2 separate regions of the Mus musculus genome follow, and region 1 is linked to region 2. Evidence: chromatin contacts called from public HiCAR-type data. All regions are on one chromosome and are shown on one strand. Each heading gives the region's core, a stretch centred on a gene start, on an enhancer-like site or on the middle of the called end of the contact. The rest is flanking DNA. Distances are from core to core; before and after follow the strand shown. Region 1 holds the start of Scg5 (secretogranin V). Region 2 holds the start of Emc4 (ER membrane protein complex subunit 4).

Evidence for each region. HiCAR-type assays count read pairs that join an accessible place to other places.
Region 1: a HiCAR-type map of astrocytes shows a contact between it and region 2, with 4 times the contacts expected there. The contact joins the promoter of Scg5 here to the promoter of Emc4 in region 2. A contact is called at or near these places in 2 of 39 promoter capture datasets (embryonic stem cells and pre-B cells) and 3 of 115 datasets of contacts at active chromatin or transcription factors (astrocytes, bone marrow-derived macrophages and pancreatic cancer cells).

Annotation. Positions count from the first base shown.
Region 1 is chr2:113,827,709-113,830,956 of GRCm38.p6, reverse strand. Scg5 (secretogranin V) reads left to right here and starts at 1,866. Exons shown (of 6, transcript NM_009162.3): 1 at 1,866-1,958.
Region 2 is chr2:112,366,484-112,369,675 of GRCm38.p6, reverse strand. It overlaps Emc4 (ER membrane protein complex subunit 4), which reads left to right and starts at 1,649. Exons shown (of 5, transcript NM_026519.3): 1 at 1,649-1,857; 2 at 2,160-2,274. The coding sequence starts at 1,772.

The sequences.
Region 1 (3,248 bases), core at 617-3,116, 1.5 Mb before region 2:
ATATTACATAGGTTTTACTGATTGAAGTGCTTCCAAATGTGAAACATTTTGAGCTAAGTTTTCCTGTGTATTAAGAAAGCCTCCTATGATTTCAGTGGGTGTTTAATGCCTGAGCAGAGCATGGTGCAGATGCACTCAGAAGATAGAGGTGTGTGGTGGTGGTGGGGAATCTACAATTTAAGATTGAGGAATGAGTTGTTTAACTCTTTAAGATTCCACATTTCTTATTTGGGAGGTGAGAAAGTTTTAAAATGTGGTTTCATTTTTGTATTTCTTATCTTATTCAAAAATGAAGATTGTTGCTAATTTCATGGGCTAAAGGTCAGACAGTATATACATTTTTGCTTTCTGAAGTTAAAAGTGTACAGTAACTTCAAGAGTTATTCTCATTTTTTTAAGTGTAAGAAACTAGTATTTGGGTGTTCTCATAAATAAGCAGTAGATTTTAATACACAAAGCACTAAAGTTAGTGGGTTTCTGGGTTACATTCTACGGTCACTAAGAACTTACTGTAGGGTTTTGAGAAACAAGTATAGGATATATATGATTCATATTTTATTTTAAAAATACCAGGTTTTAGTCAAGTGTACTGGCACATGCCTGTAATCTTACCTATTCTGGAGGCTGAGGTATGTAGGCTCTTTTGAGATCAGCCATGGTAAGACCCATGCACTCCTCAAGCTTGCATGTGAACTGTTGCCCAGGGGCTCAAGCTGAATGCTTTGTTCCTAGCTAGTGGCACTGTAGCAGTTGTAGAACCATTAGGAGTAAGTGTGTCACTGGGGGACCTTGTATGCTCTGCTCTTTATCCTGACCCTCCATGAGCTCCCACCGTCATGTACTGAAATCTCAAAAGTTGTGAACCAAAATTTTATAAAAATGTCCTTTCCATCTGCATTTTGTCAGCAATAAAAGGTCTTCACACCCTGTCTAATAAGTACAACATGAATCGTACAGTTTTTGTATGTTTCTGTCAACTACACAGCCAGCAACCTATTTTTCCAATATTAAGTTGAATATAACTGAGCTATGTTGAAGTCAACTTGAGAGTAAACAGTATTCATTAGTAGTAGGTATTGTGTACCTGAATCCAGGAGAGTGTTTATTATCTTGACTGAAACAGAAAGCATCCAGGGAACCAAAGGCACTAGATGTCTGGCTTTTCACACAAACTTCTGGCTGACAAGTCTTCCAGCTTCTATTCATTACAGTAAAATGTCAGTGGGTTTGCTGCTTCTAGCTGCAGTAAGAAAAAAGAAAATCTGAATTCTAACCACATCCTGGAACTTGCTGTTTACCACAAGTTTCTTGATGAAGGCTTTGCAGCATTTGTACTGTTACTTTTAGGGCCAGGAATCTCCTAAGATCCTGGGTCCCACCGTTGGTATCACAAAATAGAAGTTCCAGGTCTGTTTAGGTAAGTTCTGCATGCCCCGAAAGTGTCCTGCACGTTCACCTCTTAGTGAACTTATGAAGCAATGCTCAGAGCCTCCGGGTCCCCTGGGGCCTTAAGGGAGGGTAGCACTGTCACCAGGGCTTAAGTGCGGGGGTAGGAAAGGAAAAGTACTAGAAGAGAGTATGAACATTCCAGCATGAAACCCATTTGTATGGTAATTCTAAAATCTAGAGGATGTCAATTAAAGATGCCATCTACTTGTGGCAATTGCTTGAGACTGATAAAGGAGGTAAATGACGTTCATAGGGGTCGATGGAGAAAGGGGGCACCCTAGAAACAGCCAAGAGACACAGAGACTGCTTCAGTTGGAGCTGAGCAACATTCCAGGCCTGAGACGCAGGCGCCTGCAATGCCTTCCAGGAATTCTGGGAAGGCCTCTTCCACCTGCTGTGGGCGGGGCCTGGGTGGACCGAGGTTTCGGAGGGAGGTGACGCAGGAGCTATCCAGCACGTCAGCTCCCTGTTTTGGCCTAGATTGCAAGAAGCTCGCCCGCGGCCACACGGTGAGTTCCGCAGTGATGCAGGTGATGCGGTCCGACTTGTCGTTCAGCTGAAAGCGGGAGTGCTTGGGTTCCTTGGGTGTGGGGGAGCATGCCCTTCAGAAACCCTAGCTGGGGTCAGACAAAGGATGGATGCGGGGATTACAGGGGGTGGTTATAAATAAGGGGTGGGGGTGGAGTTCCGAGAGCAGCGATTGGGTAGTTCATCCGTGGGCTAGCCAGTAAAGAAAACATCCTGTATTCGGAGTTCATGAAGAAAGATGGAGATGATGGAGCCTGGTGCCCGCATCCAGCCCTTTTATCACAGCGGTAGATTGTGCTGTTAAAATAGCGGTCCTTGGCTCTTTGAAGAGCATGGTTTTAATGTCTGTGAGTTGCAAGGAAAGGCCGTTAGCTGCAGACAGATAAAATGAAGTATTTGTTTTAGGGAAGATATTTGGCTTGTTCCCTACCTTTTTATTCCCTATTCCCGTGTGAATGCTCAAAAGGGTTTATCTGACTATGGCCTGAAGCACCCATCCTGAACGAGCAGCTGCCAGGGAAGCTGTGTGAAAACTGTTTCCTTGTTCAGCTTCCCGTGGCTTCTACGGACACCAACATGTAAGGCAGATTTATCCCCCACCATGTCACTGTCTTTCCTCTCCCTGCTGCTTCTGCCTCCGCAAACCTTAACTCCCAGAACCGCTTATTACCATCAAGGGGCTAGACGTGCAGGGGGCTTACTAGGTACCTGGCTTTGCTCCATGCTCCTTACATGATTTTGATCTTTATCTTCACAGTAACTCTATAAGATAGATTGTTGCTATCCTTGGTCTGTAGAAAAGGAGGCTGAGGAACTTGCCCAGGAAGACCTAGCTGGTATGCAGTCAAGCGTCTCATGTTGCTTGCTTCCCTCATCACAGAGCAGGATAGGAGTTGGCGTACCTCTCTGCTCGGGATCTTCACCTATTGCCTGCTGGTCTGCTAAGTTCAAACACCCTCGGCCACTACTCCAGACCTTTCTCTGGGATGTTTTTTGATTGTCTGTTTGTTTTTTACTGTTTGGGTCTCCCTAACTCCCTTTTGTTATTCCTTTCTTTCCTTAAACTAGGAGATCTTAAAAATTACCACCCTCCCTATCTCAAATCCAAAAGTGCTTAGATTGCAAGGATCACAGACCATAGATGTGAGAACATATTCCTGTCCTTAGAATCCTCAGGTGTCAAGTTAGAGGGACTAGTTTATCCTAGACTCTTCTGTCTTCTTATTTCCTTCACACAGCGGTTTCCTACCTGGCTTGGACACAAAGCAAAC
Region 2 (3,192 bases), core at 400-2,899:
CGCAGATGTGAGCATCTCGTTCCAATGGCTTCGTCTTCCTGAGATACAACTTAGCAAATGACATTTAAGATTCTCGGGGTGAAGGAATACACTTCCTGGCTGACTCCTTGAGGACAGAGTAACTGAGATTTATAGTTTAAAGTTTCATATAACGAGGAAATACTTTAAGTAGAAAAATGCGATTTTATCAAACAAGTTTGTTTTTAAAATATGCTCATTAAAAATTTATTAGCACACGAGTGCCCTAAAAATTAGACGTTACCTGAAAACTATTACTTAACACATATTAACATTTGTGATAGATAACCTATTTTATATTTTGTTTTACATATGTATAATTCTAACTTATTTCTACCGTGGCACATTTAATGACAACTTATTTAATTACAACTTTTCAATCATCAGTTTTGCTTTTCGTGGCTTAGATTATCTGCACGTAGCTCTCCTAGCTTCACTTGTGTTCTACAAACTTTAAATGGAAAATTCTAGACTAATGTCTTAGGTTGCAGTGTTCTGAATAGCTGGTAAAATCTCACACCCTCCGCCACTCTGCTACACTGTATGTCATACACAGCCTTCTCTTCTCTGCACATAGAACTACAAAACTGGAAAATGATGTGGAGGTGGGAATCTTCAATGTGTGCAGATCACCGTCATCTCTAAGAGATTATCTCTTAAAACTTAAGTTGGCTAAGGAGGTATTCTTCAGCCAGATCCTCAACCATACTGTCACAGTAGTCCTTTCCTCAAAACTACAGCCATAACAAACAATTTGGGAATAACAGTAATAAAGGTAAATAGAAGAAATAAACAAAACTACTGTATTTGAACTGATAATTTAAAAGTAGGCATTTAAAATAGTAATTCTTTAAAAATGTACATACTCTTAGATGTAGCAATTCCACTCCTAGTACAATAGGAACAGATGTCCCAAGTGATTTTCACACTAACACTGAATTATAAAAGGGGTGAGAGGGAGGAAACATTTTTCCAGTAATAGACTAAATTACAATACAGATGAGCCATTGAATATTAAACTCCTTTCTAGGAATGATAACGCTTAATGATAAAAAAAAGTTAGGTCTAGGTTATAGGTCCTATTTAATCCCACAACAGGTCAAAATTAGGCGATTATCCATCGTTTTGCATGAGGCAGGTGGAGCAATGAATTTAATTTAGACGAGGTGGCACAGTAAGTAATGAAAGGACTTAAAAGGAGACCAGATAAATCCTGAACTCAGCTTATCTTTCCATTCCCAGAGTCTACCTCGGTGGGTTAGTTTGCGAGTTAAATGGGGGAAAACCATTTAAACAAGAACAACAACAAGACAAATACATAGCTCCTGCGATATGTGGACACGGAGTACTCAGAGGTTGAATAATTCGCTCAAGGTCACCCAATTCCGGATAACCCCAGGATTAAAACAACATTTCAATTTCGTGCTCTTCTTGGCTTCAGTTCTTGTCTTTTCGGACTTCACTCCAGCACGATGGCGCACACCTGAGAGACAGAGCACAAGTGAGAGGTGTACTCGCAGGGAGGTTTCAGAAAGCTGCTCTTCTGGATGTCTGCGGATTTTCTAAATTCACGCATTCTTTCTTCTGTATTCCCGACAGGAAGTTTCCGGTGATCGTGTGACGTTCAATTATGCGCCGGAAGTGCACTGCGGCGAACGCGAGGAAGTCGGAGAGCTTGCAGTTGCAGCTAGTTCTTACCTGCAGAACGCAAGCGGCCGGAGGGTGTGGGTACTTTTAGCCAGCGGCCGCTGTCATGACGACCCAGGGGGGCCTAGTGGCCAACCGAGGCCGGCGGTTCAAATGGGCCATTGAGCTGAGTGGGCCGGGAGGAGGCAGCAGGTGAGTCTCTCGAGTGAAGCTCGGTATCTGATCCTTACCCTAGAACGGCCCGAGATCCAGCGGACCTGGGCCTCGTCTAAGTCTCCGACACGAGTGGGTAGCACATAGATGTTACCCAAGGAGCTTCTGTGCTGTGGAAGGTATTTTTCCCCAGGATCTTTTAGTTTTCCCAATAGGCAGAGAGAACTGACGAACGCACGAGAGGGTCTAATTTGGGTAGCTACATCTGAGGTTCTTTTTCCTGTGATTGATAGGGCTGGAAACCCGCAGTTTTAGTCTCTTGATTTGGTTTGGTTCTTTAGGGGCCGAAGTGACCGGGGCAGTGGACAGGGAGACTCCCTCTATCCAGTCGGTTACTTGGACAAGCAAGTGCCTGATACCAGCGTGCAAGAGACCGACCGGATCCTGGTGGAGAAGGTACAGAGGTATTAGACGTTACCGTAGCGTGTAGGCCAGCCCTGTTTCGCCTTACTCTCTGGAGTGGAGGTAAAGCAGCCGGTCATTAAGACACATTGCTTAAGATCCATGGTACAGTATCTTACGTATATGTTCCCTGACATAATTTCGGTGTGTTAGGATACTGTGTCACTTTTACCCTGAAAACATCCCAATCCTGCTATCATTTCTCACTGCCTTCAACTGTTACATCACCAGCCGTAGACTAACCATCTACCACCTATCCCTCCATCCCTCTATTTAAAATCATGCTTTCTCAACCTCAGCACTGTTTTCTCTGTTTTCTCTTTGGGGCTAAGTACATTTTTGTTGTTGTTGGGGAGAATTATGCTGGGTACTTACTTTAAGATGTTTAGTACTCCTGATCTCTACACATTAGGTACCACTATGGCTTTGCATAATTGTGTGAACTAAAGATGTTTCCAGCATTACCACGTTTTCTAGGTCTAAAGAGGTGCGCTTTGTGTATACCTGCAAATAAACCCCTGAGATCCTATATTCAAGTCTCCCCTTCTCAAATTCTCAGTATCCTTCTCTGTATGGAGTTCTAATGGGTCTTGTTATGTCCTACCTTGTCCTCTTTGCAGTCTCCAAACACAGCCATCAAAAATGATCCCTTTAAAACATGCCAGACCATCCCTACTCAAAATCAGTCTAAAATTCCATGTTCATTCCGCGTACACACCAAACGTCTTTTTAGTATTAGACATAACTCTGCTTGTACCAGTCAGACTCCTTGTAGCTACTGTGCCCTGTCTACTATTTTTACATTTGTTTACTCTTTCATAATGATTCCCTTGCTGCTCTGTAAGGATACCAGACAAATCCCCCTTCCCTGCTTTTTGTGTTTGTTCTCTAGTCTTAGAATGCTCTTCCTCA